Regions from separate parts of the Mus musculus genome. Here all the other regions are linked to region 3. Evidence: chromatin contacts called from public HiChIP or PLAC-seq and promoter capture Hi-C data. All regions are on one chromosome and are shown on one strand. Each heading gives the region's core, a stretch centred on a gene start, on an enhancer-like site or on the middle of the called end of the contact. The rest is flanking DNA. Distances are from core to core; before and after follow the strand shown.

Evidence for each region. Promoter capture Hi-C pulls out the DNA fragments that hold promoters and counts their contacts. HiChIP or PLAC-seq counts read pairs in DNA pulled down with a chosen protein or histone mark.
Region 1: a RAD21 HiChIP or PLAC-seq map of pro-B cells shows a contact between it and region 3, with 7 times the contacts expected there. The contact joins the enhancer-like site here to the promoter of Thoc7 in region 3. A contact is called at or near these places in 7 of 39 promoter capture datasets (the 3T3-L1 cell line, the C10 cell line, hippocampal neurons and 3 more), 1 of 15 datasets of contacts at CTCF or cohesin (pro-B cells) and 2 of 115 datasets of contacts at active chromatin or transcription factors (large pre-B cells and pro-B cells).
Region 2: a contact with region 3 is called in a promoter capture Hi-C map of second pharyngeal arch cranial neural crest. The contact joins the enhancer-like site here to the promoter of Thoc7 in region 3. A contact is called at or near these places in 7 of 39 promoter capture datasets (the C10 cell line, cranial neural crest, embryonic stem cells and 3 more), 9 of 115 datasets of contacts at active chromatin or transcription factors (bone marrow-derived macrophages, craniofacial prominence, embryonic basal ganglia and 5 more) and 1 of 9 other capture datasets (pancreatic islet).

The regions. Positions count from the first base shown.
Region 1 is chr14:14,862,240-14,865,820 of GRCm38.p6, forward strand. Nek10 (NIMA (never in mitosis gene a)- related kinase 10) reads left to right here. Exons shown (of 35, transcript NM_001195229.1): 19 at 1,217-1,262; 20 at 3,154-3,275; 21 at 3,394-3,496. Among named protein-coding and RNA genes, the nearest start is that of Nek10, 43 kb to the left of the region's middle. Within about 2 kb of position 1,747, at least 63 of the 459 cell types and tissues checked have an H3K27ac peak or open chromatin away from gene starts, as enhancers often do. A contact at or near this core is called in pro-B cells, where this site is marked.
Region 2 is chr14:13,334,680-13,337,991 of GRCm38.p6, forward strand. It overlaps a transcript of Synpr not described here. Among named protein-coding and RNA genes, the nearest start is that of Gm5087, 52 kb to the left of the region's middle. Within about 2 kb of position 1,677, at least 8 of the 459 cell types and tissues checked have an H3K27ac peak or open chromatin away from gene starts, as enhancers often do. A contact at or near this core is called in second pharyngeal arch cranial neural crest, where this site is marked.
Region 3 is chr14:13,959,826-13,962,986 of GRCm38.p6, forward strand. Thoc7 (THO complex 7) reads right to left here and starts at 1,488. Exons shown (of 8, transcript NM_025435.3): 1 at 1,360-1,488. The coding sequence starts at 1,378. It also overlaps a transcript of Atxn7 not described here.

The DNA of each region.
Region 1 (3,581 bases), core at 497-2,996, 900 kb after region 3:
GTTATTTTTATTATCATGAATATGTGACATAATCGCTCAATTAGCTGTCATTATGAAGGAGTATTGGAGGAAAACGGAGCGCAGGCGAGAAATGGGAATTCTTTCTGTAATCCGAGAAGATGCTGGTTCCTTTCCCAGCTCTCCTTGTTTGTGCATTTCTGTTTCTAAGTTCTAGGAAGCTGCCAGCCTCACTGCGCCCTGCAGTCATGTTTGCTTGGTGTCACAAACATGGTCTTTATTCATTGAAACCTATAGTTTGACATCACTAAGTTACAACAAAAGTCACCACTAATGGATTAGATCGCAAGAAGCCATCCCATCCGTTCAGAAACTCATCCTGTCCCCACTTGCTAGTTGATTTGGGTGCTAATTTGTTTAAGTGCGTTTCCTAAGAAAAAGGGTCCAGAAGAGGCCAATCAGGGTGCCACAGTTTAGATTTTGATGTCACTGAAGATTGTCCCTCCTGTGGGAGCCACCTGAACCAAAAAGAAGGATGTCATGGAATACAGAAGCCATAGGTACGGGAGTGAGAGACCCTGTCTGCTAAGAGGTGACAATGAGCACAGCACAGAGGCTTCGAACTACCAGGCTTAGAGAATGGCACAAGTTGGCATTATTCCCTGTTCCATGCAACTGCTGGTGACACCTTCCCATCCCAAGTGGGAAAAGCAGCAGAAAGGACACTTCCAGGGCTGAGGGACAGACAAATGTCACTGCTGCCTGGGAAGCCACATCCTGGCTACTCTGCTGCTGATAACCCTGAGACCGCTGGGTTGGTGTGAGTAGCAGCTACGTGGGCCCCACTCAGAGGGACACTCAGAGGCACAAACCATTTATAGACATCATGGCAATTCCTCTGAAACAAGACACTTTACCTAGAAACTACATTCTAAATAAATAGTTGGAGACATTTTACACCATTTTTCTTTTTTAGAACTTTCTCCCTCCCTGTGTAGCTGAGGCCCAACCCTGGGGCAGAGCATGCTAAGGGAATCGTTAAGGAACTGATCAGTCCTAAACCTGTCCACTGCCCATTAGGAAGTGCAGCATCTTCTAGCCTGGTTCACAAAGGCATGGAGGACACTGTCTCTTTCATTAACTTAAAAAAGTCATTTAAAACCTTAAATGGCAGCTGGCAGTCTTAGATGAAACTTCAGTGTACAAAAGCTTGTGTTTTGAAGAGTCTGATAAGTGTTTGCTATTTGTTTTCTTACAGCTTTATCATCCCAATGTTGTACGTTATTATAAAACATTTTTGGAAAGTAAGTATGAATTGCTTTCTAAGTAAGGAAACATATGTTTGTTATTTATATACATTTATATTATGTTGGCAGAAAATAAACCCATTCAGCTATTTTCTACTGGCTTTTATTATTAGGCATTGCTTTCTTAAGCAGTAAAATAATTTTTTAATTGATGACCTGAGAATACTTAAAATATTTTGATCTGTATTATATAGAGGCACAGTGTGAATAAACAAAAATAATTAAATTATTGTACAGAAAAGGAACTGTAGAAGAAAAAGAGAAAAGAGAACTAAAGCATGATGTTTTATTTTTCTTTTTGCAAGCTCACAGCAGCATCTAGTGGCATTTTCCACCCCTAATAAAATGGATTGGACTCCGCCTTCAAGGTTTTTTTTTTTTTTTCTCACAAATTTCAGTAGATGCCACCAGGTGGCGCCAGAGTCCTGGCTGAGCCTGCAGGCTGGCTGGCTTGTTTCCTGCTTGTGGGATGGAGAGCACAGTCAAACAAAGCCAAACTCAGTCGCTTGTTTACAAGTGAAGGAAGTATTGAACTTAACCATCTGTAGCATAAAATCCTGAAGTATTAGCCGGGCATGGTGACTCAGTCCTTTAATCCCAGCACTTGAGAGGCAGAGGCCGACTGTGTGTGTTTGAGGACAACCTGATCTACATAGTGAGTTTCAGGCTGGGCATGGCTGCATAGAGAGACCCTGTCTCAATACTAAACAGAAGCTGTTCTGTATGCAGCTCAATTGCTATGTTTTTACCCATTTCCCTTCTTTAAGTGATTTAGATGGACTCCTTCCTCCTTACGTGCTAGTTCTTAATATCGGGATTATTCCTGTAATTAAAGCTATCAGATTTAGTTCCTGACTTAGACTGAAGTAAGTACAAGTCATTACAAAAACAAAACACTTAACCTGACGACTTCCAAAATAAATTGAAGGAAACTTAAAATATGTATAATATTACCAAGTTATAAACTATGATGAAGAAGACTATAATTTGAGAAAATGAAAACAAACAGCTAAGCATAGTGCAGGCAATATGTATTTCTTGGAATGGTGAAACTTGGGAATCTATAAATGTCCGTAAGAGAGATGCTATATGGTTTATTCATTTTTGCAATCCTGTGAAAGGCAACAGGAAGAACAGTGTGCTTACATTCATGCTGCAGTGTGAGACTGGTGGAGAAGCCAGTGGGCAGGATGGGAGATGTCTGTCCTTTGCAGGCAGATTGTGTATGTGTGTATTTTGTGTATGTCCAACAGTCAGAAAAGACACATGTCACATATCATTATTAGTAGTTCAAATTGGCTTTAAAGGAGTGTATTCAGAGAACAAAAACAGCAACAAGAAAACCAAAAACCCAAACAGTGCTAAACCCTTGTAAACCCTAACATAAAATCAGAGTCCAGGTCTCTCTACTCGAGAGGGGCCTAGCAGTAATCTCTGTCATGGGTAGGTGCTTTAGTCTGTGTTATTGCAACATCATAGCGTGATCCGTGGGTAAGTTTGTATGACATAATCTATGTCACCATACAAAATGCAATTTATAATGCGGTTTTCTGAACGTCTTATTTGATCCGAGGTACTAAGAGGCAGGCCTCGTGACTTGAGACAGTTGGCTTACTGTCTTTGACATGGTTCAGGCATTCTATGGTATAAGCAGAAAATGATTATGCTTGCCAGAGAGGAGAAAGTCTGGAGTCAGAGGAAGTTGCTGCTAGGCTGTGACTGCCCCAAGGGCAGCTCTGTGCTCTGCCAGCATTCAGTGGATCCTGACACTAAGTTTTCCGTTTTGTGCTCCAACACTCCTTGGAAAGCCCGGGTTCTAATTTGTGAAGGTTTTCCAGGGCTTTATACTGACTTTACATTTCTGTGACTCCTTTTTGCTTTTGCATAGATGACAGGTTGTATATCGTTATGGAGCTGATAGAAGGAGCCCCACTTGGAGAGCACTTTAATTCTTTGAAGGAAAAACATCACCATTTCAGTGAAGAGCGACTGTGGAAAATATTTATACAGGTACACTACACCCTTCATTGAAATTTTCTTTATACAACAAAGTTCTGAGCTACCTTAGAGATACACTGTTGGTTACGTATATGGCAGGAATCAAATTTGCTTCCATTCTTGTTTCAAGCTGTGCTTAGCTCTTCGGTATCTGCACAAGGAGAAGAGGATTGTTCACAGAGATCTCACGCCAAACAACATTATGCTGGGAGATAAGGACAAAGTGACAGTTAGTAAGTATAAAAGTCTTCAACTTTTTAACTGAAGAAGTTCTGAATGTCAGTTGAGAAATGCACCCCATTTCAGAGTGGTGGTGCT
Region 2 (3,312 bases), core at 427-2,926, 620 kb before region 3:
CCATTCCTGATGAATCTGTGCATTTGACATATGTACAGATGAGTGAGAGTATACATGCCTCTGTGTGTGTGTGCGTGTGTGTGTGTGCTGTATGTAATGCATGTGCATATAATGTATTGTGTTGTGAATGTTGATATACTTAAAGGTATTACTTATTAATGAAGGCTTTTACAAAGAATTTTTAAGGAATTTAATATATTTAATACTAACAGTGATTCTTTGGGTCAGCCAGTCCTGACCCTTTTCTACAAGTAAAAAAAGGGAAATGACAAGATACAAACTTACTTTCCCAAGATCACTTGGCCTATGTATTAAAGTTTGGAGTCATGAGTGGGGTGATGGCTAAAATCTAAGCCCATTATCCTCAAGCCCCCATCAAAGTGAATGCACACAGATGCAAAGCAATCCATAGGTTTCTCAAAGAGATAAGAAAGTCAAGAACAGCAGCCCAGAAAGGCTGTTTGTGCCAGAACAGTTCTCCTCCCTGAGAGTCCCTTGAAAGTCAGAAGAAGATGTGCTGAAGCCCGGAGAACTTCTCCTCCAGTGGGTACTGCAAAGATAAGAGTAGATATAACTGAAATCCCCAGGAGGACTATTTTCTGTGATTCCAGAAAGAGCTGGAGCAGAAGGACCAGCCCAGCCACATCAACAGATATCCCAAGCTCCAGTGACAAAGCTGCAGTCATTTGTCAGGGTTCTTGATGTTTTGTTCATTCTTGGTTACCGGTGAATCAAGAGTTTTCTCACTAAGGTCAGAATGAACAAAAATGGTGCTAGAGGAAATGAGAACTGTCCACAGGTAATCTGTAAACTGGTATGGGTGGTGCATGGACCGTTCTTATTTTCTGGTAACGGCACACTTCAGCTTCTCTCCACTTTATATCTCTAATTCCTGACCTTCTAAGTGCTTTTGTTCAGGAGTGGAAGTGGGGTGAAACTTAGTTACACAGACCATTTACTGAGTCTGTACTGTACTGCTGTTAGAAGATTAAAACCTTGATCTTATTATCCACTAAGCTGATGAGAAAACCCATGTGCAGGCCAGGAAAGGTGCTGCTGTGGGCTAGTACCTGTGATCACTAAACTCTTAGTTACCATGGTATACTGCTTGCCATCGGTAGGATCATGTGGCAAAATGCCTTGAGTGAAAGTGCAGGGTGTTTAAATTTACCCTGAAGCCACAAAAGCATTAACTAAGTCCATAGCTGGAGCATAATATGGTCTCTCATGTCTGTAATCCTAGCAGAAATCTAAGGCAGAAGAATGACAAGCCAAGGCTCACAAGATCAACAGTGAAACTGTTTCAAAAGACAAATCATGACTTGGGAATAACAGGGTTTTGATCTGGGCTTCTGAATAATTAAACTGGAATTGGAATGAAATGGATCATGAAATAGAAAAATCAAAATGGAGGGACCAATTATAGGAAAATTGCAACCATCTGTGTAAGAGGGTATGCCTGAATGAGGTGTGTGTGTTTCCAAAAGCCCGATATATAGTCCTGAAAGGAGAAAGGGGGATGTGAACTCTAGGCTAATGAATGACAAGGATGATCTGTCATGTTTGTAAGGCTGAACTCCTACTAGGAAGCAAGGCTGTCTGCAGTGGAATATGCTGGCCAGGCTGCAATTGAGCTAGCTATTTAGTATGGAAGGAACCTGGAGCTGTGATTGCCAGACACGGGGCTGCAGCTGTAGCCTCCCAGAATTAGCCTGGCCAGATGGTGATGGCTGTTCTCCATGGACCTCGGGAAGAAATACAATGAAAACACAAGTAAGAGGCACATGGTTTCCTCCAAAACCATCCGAAAACTTGCCTGGTGCAGTTCTGATTCTTCTCACACCACTTCTTGTGTTAACTTGGGGTAATAAAGAATACTTTATTCAAATATAATTTTTATTTTGGTGAGAATGTCTAGTGAGTATTCTTCTTAGTATCCTAGACTCTAAAAAATTTCTGTTGGAGGCTGAAAAAAATCTCTTCTAGTAAAGTCTTAATAAAAACTATTTATAGCATGACAAATAGACACTACAATTACAGCTTAATTCTTGGGTAACAGAGACAGGGTGTTAATTAGATCTTCCAGATAATGGTGATGACCATTTATACATACCAGGCAGTTTCCTGCACATAAGCAGGTATGAATTCTAGGCACCATTCCATTGGATTGGGCAAGAAATGTAACTTTACTAAAGTAATTTGAACTGGTGAATATAATGGTTGTACACCGTCAACACCCGTGGTTCTCAATCTGTGGGCCATGACTCCATTTGGGCCACAAGGTTCACAGGAGTCAACTAAAAGCATTTGAAAACACGGATATTTACATCATGATCCATAACAGTAGCAAAATTACAGTTGTGAAGTAGCAACAGAAATAATGTTATGATTGGGAGTCAGCACAACACGAGGAAACGTATTAAAGGGCCACCGCACTTAGAAAGGCCGAGAACTACTGCTATGGAGGCTTTAAGCAAAACTCTGATGAAGAAATGTGTGAGTCATATCACACTGTAACATGCACTCACATTTACCTTTCTGATTTTTTTTCCACCACAGAAGATTCCCAGCTGAGAAGGCCTTACTCTAGTGCTATCCTGGTGACAATAAGAGTGTCTGTCCACTTCTTCGTTTCCTTGTGGAAATCTCCTGCTAGCCTCTTGTCCTCAGAGTAAATTCATTTATTCAAAATATGAAGTATCCCCAAATGTAAGCTAGATCATCTTCCAGTTTAAATTTGTCTCCATTAGAATCTGGCTCATGTAACCAGAACAGTGAAGTCTTGCCTAATGATCATTTGTAGGGGAATTTTCCACACATCTGACATCTGACACAGAATTCTGTCTGAACAACAGAACATTGGTAAGCCTCTCCATTTCTCCTTTTCACTCAGTCCCTACTTGCTGCCCAGGATTCATGAGTTATTAAGGACACCCATCACTGTGAAACTACGGGGCTGAAAAGCATGGGCTGCAAAGGGGGTGTGGCTTGTTTCTATGCATCCGCATATTCATGATAGAACCATAAATTAAACATTGTGGTATTCATTCATTTACCCATTTCTGAGGAATCCCTGCCCCAGACAAATGGTGACCTTTACATGTTATGTGTCTGTTGAATGAGAATGAAGTTGAAAAGGTAAATGAAGAATTATTGATAACTCATGTTCTATCATCCACCTGTCTGTGAAAATGATATCTTATCTACCTGTCTGCCTGTCTCTTTTAATATCTGCATCTTGGTAGTAGATATGACTTTATAAATGAGAAAATAGGCTAAATATATTCAGGAACATATTAGGTCTACAGAAGT
Region 3 (3,161 bases), core at 238-2,737:
GAAATCCGCCTGCCTCTGCATCCCTAGTACTGGGATTAAAGGTGTGCACCACCACTGCCTGGCAAGACCTTGTCTCAAAACCAAACCAAATAACAACAAAAACCCTTTCACTGGCTTTTCCTGATCTTGGAAATTTCATGGTGTAAAGTTTTCTAAGTTCTATATGCCATCTTGAATTTCTTTCATCATTTTGGCAAGTGGTTGGTCACTTGTAATTCCAGTTTTAAAACACCTATTTACCCTTCAAAGGAAGGGGGAAAGCAAATTTGTCAAGTTTTCTAATCACCAGTAGAAAGACCACCTCAGTTCAATTCCCAGGACCCATCTGGTGGAAGTGAAGAAGTGACTTCAGCAAGTGTCCTCTGACTGCCACTCTAGTAGGGTGGCCTGCCTGGGGGAGGGAGGGAGGCAGAGACAGCTCAAAGAGAGGCAGGCAGGCGCGCGCGCGCGCACACACACACACACACACACACACACAGCCACCCTACCAATTTTTAATGTTTACAGCCACTGCAGACGTATAAGAGGAAACACCTTTACCTGCTGCTTCTGGGTATCAAACGTGTTCAGTAAAGTATTGCCTAGAAGTAAGCTAAGTACTTCCTGAATAAATTAAACTCGAATTAAAAAAAAACAAAACCAAGGTTAAAATCCCCCCTACCAAGTTCCGAGGCCTTTATTTATACCCACATCGGTATTTCCTCGGCCCGTCCTCAAATTTGGGCCGATCGTTGTTCATTTCTGGAAGTCCCCTGTTTCTCCACTGGGATCCATAGCTATTGATCAGCCCATCAAACAACATCAAGCCACCGGAACCTTTCTACCAAAGCGGGTACCTTCTCAGTTCCTGCTCCAGTTGCCTATCGTGTCAGTCCATCCTTCTCCCAAACGCGCTCTTATTTCTGCTCTCAGCCCACAGACATCTACTGTCCACCATCCATCACTCCTAATCCACTCAGGCCAACAACTCACCCGCTCCAACATGCCTTCCTTTTGTTGCCGCGGTCCAAGCCGCCGGCCTCTTCCCATGCTGGCGCCTTACCTTGTAAGTCGCCCAGATACACTTCCCGACCGGCCCTCCAGACACCCCTGTTCCTCTTAGCCGCCGTCCCCAGCTCGGGGTCCTCACTCCACCGCCCTCCGAGCTCCTGCGCTCCCTGGGGCCCGCCGCGCTGCCCGTGGGCCCGACCCAGCCCGGCCCGGGAAGCCCCCCAGGCGGCCCCCTCGGGGCACTGCATCGCCCGGGCCGAGCGAGCCGCCCTGCGCCTCTCCCCGCCGCGCACCGCCCCGGGAGCCCCCCACCCCAGACGGCCCGGATCCCGGCGCTGCCCCGCGTCCCCGCACCCGCCGAGGCCTCACCGTCAGTCACGGCTCCCATGGCGTGCGCGGCGGCGGCGGCGGCCGAGCTGAGGCGGCGGTTGGCGGCGAAGGTCAAACTCCCACAATGCAGCCGGGTAAACAGTCATGGAGGAGGAGGCGGCGGCGCCCGCCGCCCTCTCCGACTTTTGAGTCGCGCCGGCGCGCGCGCCGCGCCGCCGCGGACCCGCGCTCGCCGCTCTCCTGGGGCGCGGAGCGGCCGGCGGGTGAAGGGCGAGACGGGCGGCGGGAGGGCGGGCGGCGGCGGCTGGGCCCGGGGACACCGCCGTCCCGCCCTGCCCGCGCCCACAGGCCGCCCTGGAGGCCGCGGCCAGCCGCCAGGTGAGCTTCGGGCTGCGCGCGCTCGCGGGGCTCCGCGCCTGACGCTCCAGGTGACCTCTGTCCCGGGCTGCCCCGACCGTGCGCTCCGGTGGGACGGGGGCGCGGCCACTGCCGCCGTGGGTCTCGAACCCGTATTCTTGAGGCGGGCGCGGCAAGCCATCCTCCCTTCCTGAGCTCTGGCGGGTGCTGGCGAAGCGGGGGAAAGAAACTTGGTCACCTGTCTGGGGAGCGTCACTCAGGACCCAGGGCTCAGGTCCCTCCGGTTCTCACCTCTCATCCAGTTCTCCCTCGCTGCTGGAATCCAGATGGGGTGCCTTCATTTTCATACTAACTTTGCTTTTCAAAAACTGCTTCTTAAAGGGAAGTTGAAAGTAGGTGTTGGGGGTGGGGGTGCTGCTCATTGCAAACACATTACTTGGGGGTGCGGAGTACACATTTCTAGAACACACTGCAGGTTATAGTGTCATCTCTTCTGAAAAATGAAATAAACCACCCCCCTCCCGGGGGGGGGGGGGGAGTCGGGCAGTGAATGCGCTCGCCTTTAGTCCCAGCACTTGGAAGGCAGAGGCAGGCAGTCGAGGCCAGTCTGGTCTACAAAGTGAGTTCCAGGACAGCCAGGGCTACACAGAGAAACCCTGTCTCGAAAAACAAAAAACAAAACAAAACAAAACAAAAAAACAAAACAAAACAAAACAAAACAAAAAATCATTTTGATTCAACATTGAGGAATGTTCTCCTAGTGGAACCATGTTCCTGTTGAGAGTTGATTTGACCTCCAACAGGGTAGAGTTTGACTTTATAACCCAGGTTTTTGTTTATCAGTTTTCATGATCCCAATCCCTTGAACCTTCAGATCCTGCATAAGGCAATGGTGTGGGGTCATTTTTTGGTTGTTGAGATTTCTTAAGTGGGATCCATGCATCGGCCCTGTGTTCCCTCAGTTCTTTCTAGCGGAAGACTTGGGATCATTCAAGGGAGGTGGTTTTTAACCTCTAGGCAGAACTATGTATGGGTCAAATACAGTATCTACTTTTGTCACAAAGGCAGAAATTACCCTGAATGAAGATTTTGAAGCATAAATGACCTCTTCCAAATGTGGAACTGCTCGCTGACTTTTTGAAAGAGTACTGGTCTAAAGGCTCCTCCTAACTTGGACTTTGGACCATGTTCATTTCCTTGGCGTAGGAAGGAGGGTAATATTAATCTTAAATTCAGCGGGGTGGTGTGTGGTAGCCTATCTGGGCTGGCAGGTTTGTGAATTGAAGCTAATCTGGGTCTGAACATTGAATTTTTGGCCAGCTGGGCTACATAGGCACACCGACCTCCTTCCCCGGCCCGCCCCCCCACCCCCACAAGCACCAAACAACAGAATCCCAAACCAAACCTAACCTAACCAAACCAAATCCAATTAATTCGTAAGTACCTCTAAACACTGTAAATGGAACATCACCTGATCATTTCTG